2 separate regions of the Macaca mulatta genome follow, and region 2 is linked to region 1. A link is a contact called in public Hi-C data. All regions are on one chromosome and are shown on one strand. Each heading gives the region's core, a stretch centred on a gene start, on an enhancer-like site or on the middle of the called end of the contact. The rest is flanking DNA. Distances are from core to core; before and after follow the strand shown. Region 1 holds the start of LOC144329387 (lysophosphatidic acid receptor 5). Region 2 holds the start of ING4 (inhibitor of growth family member 4).

Region 1 (5,320 bases), core at 1,084-3,583:
TTGAACTCCTGGCCTCAAGTAATCCACCCACATCAGTCTCCCAAAGTGCTGAGATCACAGGCATAAGCTACCGTGCGGCCCCCTTTCTTCTTTTTTTTTTTTATTTTTATTTTAGACGGAGTCTCGCTCTGTCACCCAGGCTGGAGAGCAGTGGCGCAATCTCGGCTCACTGCAAGCTCCGCCTCCCGGGTTCACGCCATTCTCTGGCCTCAGCCTCCCGAGTAGCTGGGACTACAGGCGCCCGCCACTGCGCCCTGCTAATTTTTTTCTATTTTTAGTAGAGACGGGGTTTCACCATGGTCTCGATCTCCTGACCTTGTGATCCGCCCGCCTCGGCCTTCCAAAGTGCTGGGATTACAGGCGTGAGCCACCGCGCCCGGCCTCTTCTTTTTTTTTTGAGATAGAGTCTCATTTTGTCACCCAGGTTCGAGGGCAGTGGTACAATGTCAGCTCACTGCAGCCTCCACCTCCTGGGTTCAAGTGATTCTCCTGCCTCAGTCTCCTGAGTAGCTGGGACTACAGGCACATGCCACCTCATCTGGCTAATTTTTGTATTTTTAATATAGACAGCGTTTTGCCGTGTTGGCCAGGCTAATCTTGAACTCCTGACCTCAGGTGATCTGCCCGCCTCAGTCTCCCAAAGTACTGGATTACAGGCGTGAGCTACTACGCCGGCGTGCAATGGTGTACTTGACGCTCACTGCACTGCATCCTCCACCTCCCTGGAGTCAAGTGATTCTCTCACTTCAGCCTCACAAGTAGCTGGGACTATGGACATGTGCCACCGTGCCCGGCTAATTTTTTAATTTTTTAATATTTTTTATTTTATTTTTTTTGAGACAGTCTTGCTTTGTCACCCAGGCTAGAGTGCAATGGTGTGATCTCGGCTCACTGCAACCTCCGCCTTCTGGGTTCAAGTGATTCTCCCTGCCTCAGCCTCCCAAGTAGCAGGGATTACAGGCGCCTGCCACCACACCCGGCTAATTTTTGTGTTTTTTAGTAGAGACAGGATTTTGCCATATTGGCCAGGATGGTCTCGAACTCTTGACCTCAGGTGATCCGCCCACCTCAGCCTCCCAAAGTGCTGGGATTACAGGTATGAGCCACTGCGCCCAGCCTTATTTTTATTTTTTATTTATTTTATTTTTAATTTTATTTATTTATTTTTGAGACGGAGTTTCGCTCTTGTTGCCCAGGCTGGAGTGCAATGGCACGATCTTGGCTCACTGCAACCTCCACCCCTCGGGTTCAAGCAATTCTTCTGTCTCAGTCTCCTGAGTAGCTGGGACTACAGGTGCCCGCCACTACAACAGACTAATTTTTCGTATTTTTTTAGTAGAGATAGGGTTTCACCATGTTGGCCAGGCTGGTCTCGAACTCCTGACCTCAGGTGGTACACCTGCCTCTGCCTCCCAAAGTGCTGGAATTACAGATGTGAGCCACCAAGCGCGGCTATTTTTATTTTTTGAGACAGAGCTTCACTTCTGTTGTCCAGGCTGGAGTACAACGGCACAGTCTCAGCTCACTGCAACCTCTGCCTCCCAGTTTCAAGCGATTCTCCTATCTCAGCCTCCCGAGTAGCTGGGATTACAGGTGAGCACCACCACACCCAGGAATCATTTTGGTACTTTTAGTAGAGATGGGGGTTTCACCATATTGGACAGGTTGGTCTCAAACTCCTGACCTCAGGTGATCCACCCGCCTCGGCCTCCCAAAGTGCTGGGATTACAGGTGTGAGCCACTGCACCTGGCCCTGTATTTTTTTTTGTAGAGACGGGGTTTTGCCATGTTGCCCAGGCTGGTCCCCAACCCCTAGGTTCAAGCGATTGATCTGCCTTGGCCTCCCAAAGTGCCAGGATTACAGGTGTAGGCCACTGCACCCAGCCCAGATTAATTTTTCTGAAGTCACACAACTAGGTAAGTTAGCAAAACCAAGAGTTAAACCTAGGCATCCGAGTCCCTGCCTTCAAGACTGGGCGTTCAACACTGTACTATATAGTCCTGCTGTAGGAACCTATTCTGGCCCAATGGCAGACTTGAGGCTGAGAAAAGATTCAGAAGGCCTGCCAGTGTAGCCCTGTCTCTGTGTAACTTCTGGCTTGCCTTCCTATTTCAGGTCTCTGCTGCTGACGAAAATGTGACCAAACGCACCCAACCCTTGGCAGCCATCTGTCCCTGCAGCCATAGCCCACATTCCCATACCCTCCCTCTGCTTGTTTCGGGACCATGTCTGTACAGCCTCCAGGCCCCAGCCCCGGAGGTGAAGGCCATGCCATGACTCTGGTGTGCCCCATGGCATCCCCAGCCTAGCTCCCATTCCCACTTTGGCACAATGTTGGCCAACAGCTCCTCAACCAACAGTTCTGTTCTCCCGTGTCCTGACTACCGACCTACCCACCGCCTGCACTTGGTGGTCTACAGCTTGGTGCTGGCTGCCGGGCTCCCACTCAACGCGCTGGCCCTCTGGGTCTTTCTGCGCGCGCTGCGCGTGCACTCGGTGGTGAGCGTGTACATGTGTAACCTAGCGGCCAGCGACCTGCTCTTCTCCCTCTCGCTGCCCCTTCGTCTCTCCTACTACGCACTGCACCACTGGCCCTTCCCCGACCTCCTGTGCCAGACGGCGGGCGCCATCTTCCAGATGAACATGTACGGCAGTTGCATCTTCCTGATGCTCATCAACGTGGACCGCTACGCTGCCATTGTGCACCCGCTGCGACTGCGCCACCTGCGACGGCCCCGCGTGGCGCGGCTGCTCTGCCTGGGCGTGTGGGCGTTCATCCTGGTGTTTGCCGTGCCCGCCGCCCGCGTGCACAGGCCCTCGCGCTGCCGCTACCGGGACCTCGAGGTGCGCCTATGCTTCGAGAGTTTCAGCGACGAGCTGTGGAAGGGCAGGCTGCTGCCCCTCGTGGTGCTGGCCGAGGCTCTGGGCTTCCTGCTGCCTCTGGCGGCGGTGGTCTACTCGTCCGGCCGAGTCTTCTGGACGCTGGGGCGCCCCGACGCCACGCGGAGCCAGCGGCGGCTGAAGACGGTGCGCCTCCTGCTGGCCAACCTCGTCATCTTCCTGCTGTGCTTCGTGCCCTACAACGCCACGCTGGCGGTCTACGGGCTGCAGCGAAGCAAGCTGGTGGCGGCCAGCGTGCCTGCCCGCGATCGCGTGCGCGGGGTACTGATGGTGATGGTGCTGCTGGCCGGCGCCAACTGCGTGCTGGACCCGCTGGTGTACTACTTCAGCGCCGAGGGCTTCCGCAACACCCTGCGCGGCCTGGGCACTCCGCACCGGGTCAGGACCTTGGCCACCAACGGGACGCAGGCGGCGCTCGCGCAATCCGAAAGGTCCACCGTCACCACGGACGCCACCAGGCCGGATGCCGCCAGTCAGGGGCTGCTTCGACCCTCCAACTCCTACCCTCTGTCTTCCTTCACACAGAGTCCCCAGGATTCCGCCCTCTGAAGGCACACCATGCCACAGCGCCGTCCGTGCCCGACTCCCAACGCCTCTCGTTCTGGGAGGCTTGCAGGGTGTGCACACAAGAAGGTGGGCTGGGCACTTGGGTCTTTGGGTGGCAACTCCAGCTTAGCAACGCAGAAGAGTACAAAGTGTGGAAGCCGGGGGCCGAGGAAGGCATTGATGCTGGAAATGGCTTCTTTAAACTGTGAGCACGCAGAGGACCCCCGTCTCCAGTGGTGGGAAGTGATGCAGAGAGCCCACCCGTGCAGAGGGCAGAAGGGGACGAAATGCCTTTGGGTGGGCGGGGAATTAAACTGCTAAAAGCTGGTTAGATGGAACAGAAAATGAGCATTCTGGATTTAAACCGCCACAGGGGCCTGAGAGCTGAAGAGCCCCAGGTTTGGTGGACCATGCTACTGAGATGCCTGTTCATCTGCTGACTTCTGTCATGGATGCCACCCACTTTCATTTCGGCCTAGGCTTCCCCTGCTCACCATTGAGACCTAATACAAGAGTTCCATGTAGACAGAACTAGGTTCTTTCTCGCACAGTGACTTGTGACAATTTAGACCTGCACCCAGCATAGGATAGTTGGGGCAAGGCAAAACTGGCTTAGAGTTTCCTTCTCGCCAAAATCCAAGTCCAAACCCTTTTTAGGTTATCCTTTCTTCCATCACTCCCCCTTTTCCAGGCCTCCTCCGTTTTAGATCCTTAATATTCTCTCTCTCTCTCTCTGCTTTGTCCAGAGTAAGGAGAAAATTCTTTCTACTAAAGCATTGGTTCTCAAACTTTTTGGTCTCAGATGCCACTCTTGGAAACTGAGGATCTCAAACAGCTTTGCTTATCTTTTGTTACTTACCATACTAGACATTAAAGCAAATACATTTTAAAAATAAATACACATGCACACATTCTGTTAGCCACGAGAGCAATAATGTCACCACACACACTTCATGAAACCTCTGGAAAACTCTACAGTATACTTGTGAGAGAATGAGAGTGAAAGGGACAAATAATATCTGTGTAGCAGTATTATGAAAATAGTTTGACCTCGTGGACTCCCTCAAAGGGTTGGTCCCTGGATCACACTTTGAGAACCACACTTGTCCTGAAGTATTAGAGTTCATGTCTAACTTCTTCCCAGGGCATTATGTACAGTGCTTTCTATTATTGTGGGGAGAGGGCAGTGCTAAATAAATTAATCAATTCTGATAGTCTTCATGTCTTGGGGTTTTCCTGCGGCCCTAGGAGTAGTACATACAATGGAACACTACCCTGGGCATATCAGAGCAGCAGCCCTGGGGCAGGGATGGAGACGGGGTGGAACTAGTCATATGCTGAGGGGGAGGGAATGGGGCTTCTCTGGGGGAGGAAAAAGGGAACTAAGAGAACTGTGCCATAGCCAGGAAAGAAGAGTTTATGGGGAAGTTAAGAGTGAGATGGAAGGACAGGAATAGGCTGTCCATTCTCAGCACGCTGGAAGCAAGGGAAATGGGCCATCTACTATTCCTTCCTTTTTTTTTTTTTTTGAGATGGGGTCTAACACTGTGGCCTGGGCTGGAGTGCAATGGTGTGATCTCGGTTCACTGCAACCTTCGCCTCTTGGGTTCATGCAATTCTCCTGCCTCAGCCTCCCAAGTAACTGGGATTACAGGTGCACACCACCAAACCCAGCTAATTTTTTGTATTTTTAGTAGTGATGGGGTTTCACTATGTTGGCCAGACTGGTCTCGAGCTCCCGACCTCAGGTGAATCTGCCCGCCTCCCAAAGTGCTGGGATTACAGGCATGAACCACCGAGCCCGGCTATTCCTTCCCTCTTTACCCAAGTTGGGGGCTCGGAGGGGCTGCAGAGTTGGCACTTGCGGACATC
Region 2 (4,968 bases), core at 86-2,585, 45 kb before region 1:
AAAACATGAGGTTTCCCCCTTAGAGAGTAGCAAGAGGTGCCAGGCACTGTGAATCACGCCTGTAATCCCAGCACTTTGAGAGGCTGAGGAGGGCAGATCGCCTGAGGTCGGGATTTCAAGACCAGCCTGACCAACATGGAGAAACCCCGTCTCTACTAAAAATACAAAATTAGCCAGGCGTGATGGTGCATGCCTGTAATCCCAGCTACACGGGAGGCTGAGGCAGGAGAATCACTTGAACCTGGGAGGTGGAGGTTGTGGAGAGATGGCTCCATGATCACGCTATTGCACTCCAGCCTGGGCAACAAGAGTGAAAATTCTGTCTCAAAAAAAAAAAGTAGCAAGAGGGCAACGTCAGAAGTAATATTTTGGCCGGGCGCGGTGGCTCAAGCCTGTAATCCCAGCACTTTGGGAGGCCCAGATGGGCGGATCACGAGGTCAGGAGATCAAGACCATCCTGGCTAACACGGTGAAACCCCGTCTCTACTAAAAATACAAAAAAACTAGCCGGGCGAGGTGGCGGGCGCCTGTAGTCCCAGCTACTCGGGAGGCTGAGGCAGGAGAATGGCGTAAACCCGGGAGGCGGAGCTTGCAGTGAGCTGAGATCCGGCCACTGCACTCCAGCCTGGGCGACAGAGCGAGACTCCGTCTCAAAAAAAAAAAAAAAAAAAAAAAGAAGTAATATTTTATATGTGAAAGTATTCGAGTATAAAGTACAGGAGGTCGACAAAAGATGTGCAGAATTATAGCATTATTGTCATTATTTGTATTTATAAGTAGAAAGTTGATAATCCTTCTCAAGCTTAAAAAATAATGCTGGGGGAGATGGTGTTTGTGTGAGTGAAAAGAAATGCAAAGGGTTTAAATCTCTCAAGGCTTGATACTCTTCCCCAACTTCCTTAAGAAACTAACTGGCTTGAAAAAAGTCATATTCTGCAAAGAGGGAAAAAAAGCTGTATCTTCCAGTCGCTGAGAAGGGATGTTTACGCAATATAAGCCTAAAGTGAACAGTTACCCCTGCACCGATTGCTATACATTCCCGTTTTGGAGGGAAAAAAGTTTGCCCGATAATGCAAAATGGCGATCTTCAGTGACGTCATACCTGTCTCGGTCGCGTCCTGGGGTCTCTGTAAGGGCGGAAGCGGGCTACAGCTGCCTCACTATGGGCGGTCGTGGCTACCATGCAAAAGGAAAAGTTAGAGCGTCGGGCGGATGTGTACCGGCGGTAACATAGTAAGGGCGGAAGTTCTCCTTTTAAGGGCGGAAAGGCTTTAGCCCCAAAATGGCTTCGGACCCTGTCGCGTTATAGTCACTTCCGGGGCGGATCGGAAGTTGCTTTGTTTTGCTTCGAGATGGCTGCGGGGATGTATTTGGAACATTATCTGGACAGTAAGAGCAGGCTGGAGGTGGGGGTCGGGGCTGTAGAGTGGTGCGGGGATCAGGGATGAGAGGATCTGTAGCCCTTAAGTCTCAATGACGAGAAGGTTACAATTGTGAGGGGGTTCTGTGGCAGGAAATATTGGAGGGTGCGGAGAAAGAGGGGGCGGGGCAGCAGGATCGAGGCCCCGCTGTTGGGGGTAGAGGAGGGAGGGGCTGCGGTGTGGGGGTTAGGGACGTGTCTTGAAGGGCTAGTGTGCACGGCCGGGAAGATAATTGCTGCCCCCATTCTCCAGCGTCTCCAGCCTCTGGGTAGATTTTTTTCCTATAGTCGTTCAGAATCGTTATCACCCACTGTCATTTGGAGCAGCGGTGAAGACCCCTCCTCCACCCCATTCTTCCTCAGAAGTGGCTTCTCGTGGGGTTGAGAGTGGTGGTGGTGAGAGTGGTGGTGGTGAGAGTGGTGGTGGTGAGAGTGGTGGTGGTGAGAGTGGTGGGGTTGAGAGTGGTGGGGTTGAGAGTGGTGGTGGTGAGAGTGGTGGGGTTGAGAGTGGTGGTGGTGAGAGTGGTGGTGGTGAGAGTGGTGGTGGTGAGGGTGGGGTTGAGAGTGGTGGTGGTGAGAGTGGTGGTGGTGAGAGTGGTGGTGGTGAGAGTGGTGGGGTTGAGAGTGGTGGGATTGAGAGTGGTGGTGGTGAGAGTGGTGGTGGTGAGAGTGGTGGGGTTGAGAGTGGTGGTGGTGAGAGTGGTGGTGGTGAGTGACCACTGTCAGATGATGAGCTGGAACGCTTCTCTTCATGGAGTAAAGATCTAATTCCCATCAAATGAAAATCTGGTGTTATGCCATTTATGTAAACCACCCCTGCACAAAGCCTGTCGCCCTATGCGCTTACATTTGTTTTAGGGCCCGGAGTCATTTATTCAACAAATATTTATTGAGTTCCTACTATGGGTCAGACATAATGGCAGGCACTAGGGATAGAAAAATGGGTAAGACAAGGCCCCTGCCCTCAAGAAACTCTCGATCTAGAAGGAAACAGATTCTGCAAGTAATTGTAAAACACTGTGACAAGTGAAATAATGGAAATCCATTAAAAAGGACATTTGGTAGGCAACACTGCAGAAAAGGGGGGTAATTACCTGGCGATGTAGGAAAAGCTTTACAGAGGAGGTGACGTTTGAATAGGGTCTTGAAGGTTGTTTGCCAGTGAGGAGAGAAAAAGGGAATTCTAGGTTGGGGAAAGTGTCTGCAAAGGTACTGTGATAGGTTTGTGGCAAAGTCAAGGGTGTTTGATATTTATGACTCAGAGGTCAGCGTATTTAATATTTATGACTCTAAGGTAAGAAATTGAGAAACGAGACTGGAGAAAGAAGCTGAGGCTAGATTGGACAGTCTTTTAAGCCAAACTAAGAAGTTTGCATTTTAAAGTACAATGTGATTTTTATAAACGAAAATGACTAATATATGGTAAATTGAAGCATGCTATCACTGATAACAGAGATCAATTAGTGATAACATTCCAGGACAGAGATAAGAACCTGATTTTAGGGAGTTATGGAAGTATTTAGGAGTTAAATATGAAAGGACTGCCGGGCGCGGTGGCTCAAGCCTGTAATCCCAGCACTTTGGGAGGCTGAGACGGGCGGATCACAAGGTCAGGAGATCGAGACCATCCTGGCTAACACGGTGAAACCCCGTCTCTACTAAAAAATACAAAAAACTAGCCGGGCGAGGTGGCGGGCGCCTGTGGTCCCAGCTACTCCGGAGGCTGAGGCAGGAGAATGGCGTAAACCCGGGAGGCGGAGCTTGCAGTGAGCTGAGATCCGGCCACTGCACTCCAGCCTGGGCGGCAGAGCGAGACTCAGTCTCAAAAAAAAAAAAAAAAAAAAAAGAAAGGACTGACTGACTGGGTGGTTGAGAGAGAAGGAAGAATCTCAGGTGGCTTCTTCCTGCTTAGAAAGTGAGGTAGACAGGCTGGGCACAGAATCTTATGCTTGTAATCCCAGCACTTTGGGAGGCCAAGGTGGGCAGATCACTTGAGGTCAGGAGTTTGAAACCAGCCTGGCCAACATGGTGAAACCAGTCTCTATTTAAAAAAAAAAAAAAATTTATCTGGGCATGGTAGCATGTGACTCTAATCCCAGCTACTTGGGAGGCTGAGTCAGGAGAATCACTTGAACCCAGGAGGTGAAGATTGCAGTGAGCCAAGATCATACCACTGCACTCCAGCCTGGGCGACAGAGAGAGACTCTGTGTCCCTCTTAAAAAAAAAAAAAAAAAAAAAAAAACTTGTGGCCAGGCCAGGTGGCTCACGCCTGTAATCCCAGCACTTTGGGAGGCCGAGGCGGGCAGATCACGAGGTCAGGAGATCGAGACCAGCCTGGCTAACACAGTGAAACCCGTCTCTACTAAAAATACAAAAAAATTAGCTGGGCGTGGTGACGGGCACCTGTAGTCCCAGCTACTCAGGAGGCTGAGGCAGGAGAATCGCTTGAACCTGGGAGGCGGAGGTTACAGTGAGCCACTGCATTCCAGCCTGAGCAACAGAGTGAGACTCCGTCTCAAAACAAAAACAAAAAGGCTGGGAGTGGTGGCTCACGCCTGTAATCCTAGCACATTGGGAGGCTGAGATGAGTGGATCACCTGAGGTCAGGAGTTCAAGACCAGCCTGGCTAACATGGTGAAACCGTCTTTACTAAAAATACAAAAATTAGCTGGGCATGTTGGCAGGTGCCTGTAATCCCAGCTACTTGGGAGGCTGGGGCACAAGAATCCTTTGAACCCGAGATTGTGCCATTGCACTCCAGCCTGGGTGACAAGAGCGACACTGCACCTCAAAAGAAAAGAAACGAAAGTTAGAGGAGAAAAGATCATGCCAACTGCTGCAGAGATATTTTTTAGGATAGGTTTAATAACACCGTTAGATTTGGTACATCGACGGTGACTTAATCTTGTGAACTGGTGGTAGCAGACCTGAAGTTGTACGTTTAAACAGTAGAGGCATTTTTTTTTTTTTTTTTTTTTTTGTTTTAGGTGTTTTTCTTTGTTTGTTTTTGAGACAGAGTCTCGCTCTGTCGCCCAGGCTGGAGCGCAATGATGCGATCTTGGCCCACTGCAACCTCTGCCTCCTGGGTTCAAGCAATTCTCCTGCCTCAGCCTCCTGAGTAGCTGGGACTACAGGTGCCCGCCACCATACCCAGATAATTTTTGTATTTTTAGTAGAGACAGGGTTTCACTGTGTTGGCCAGGTTGGTCTTGAACTCCCGACTTCAGGTGATCCACCCACCTTGGCCTCCCAAAGTGCTGGGATTACAGGCATGAGCCACCATGCCAGGCATTTTATTTTTAATATATATATTTAATTTTTTAGACACAGAATCTGGCCATGTTGCCCAGGCTGGTCTCAAACTCCTGAGATCAAGTGATCTGCCAGCCTTGGCCTCCCAGAGTGCTGGGATTAGAGGCGTGAGCCCCTGTGCCCGGCCAGTAGAGGCATTTTTAAAGTTTTAGGTGGAGTCTTGGGAAGAGATTTTTCTTGTACTGAGGGGACAAATATTCATGCATTTATTCAAGTATTTTACTGACTACTTGCT

Evidence for each region. Hi-C and Micro-C count contacts between places; a contact is called where the count stands out from the background.
Region 2: a Hi-C map of fetal cortical plate shows a contact between it and region 1, with 1.8 times the contacts expected there. The contact joins the promoter of ING4 here to the promoter of LOC144329387 in region 1. A contact is called at or near these places in 3 of 14 Hi-C or Micro-C datasets (fetal cortex germinal zone, fetal cortical plate and liver).

What each region holds. Positions count from the first base shown.
Region 1 is chr11:7,571,649-7,576,968 of T2T-MMU8v2.0, reverse strand. LOC144329387 (lysophosphatidic acid receptor 5) reads left to right here and starts at 2,333. Exons shown (of 1, transcript XM_077953430.1): 1 at 2,333-3,604. The coding sequence starts at 2,333. The coding sequence ends at 3,451.
Region 2 is chr11:7,616,310-7,621,277 of T2T-MMU8v2.0, reverse strand. It overlaps ING4 (inhibitor of growth family member 4), which reads left to right and starts at 1,335. Exons shown (of 7, transcript XM_077953446.1): 1 at 1,335-1,389. The coding sequence starts at 1,353. It overlaps LOC144332749 (a long non-coding RNA gene), which reads right to left and starts at 9. Exons shown (of 2, transcript XR_013400810.1): 1 at 1-9.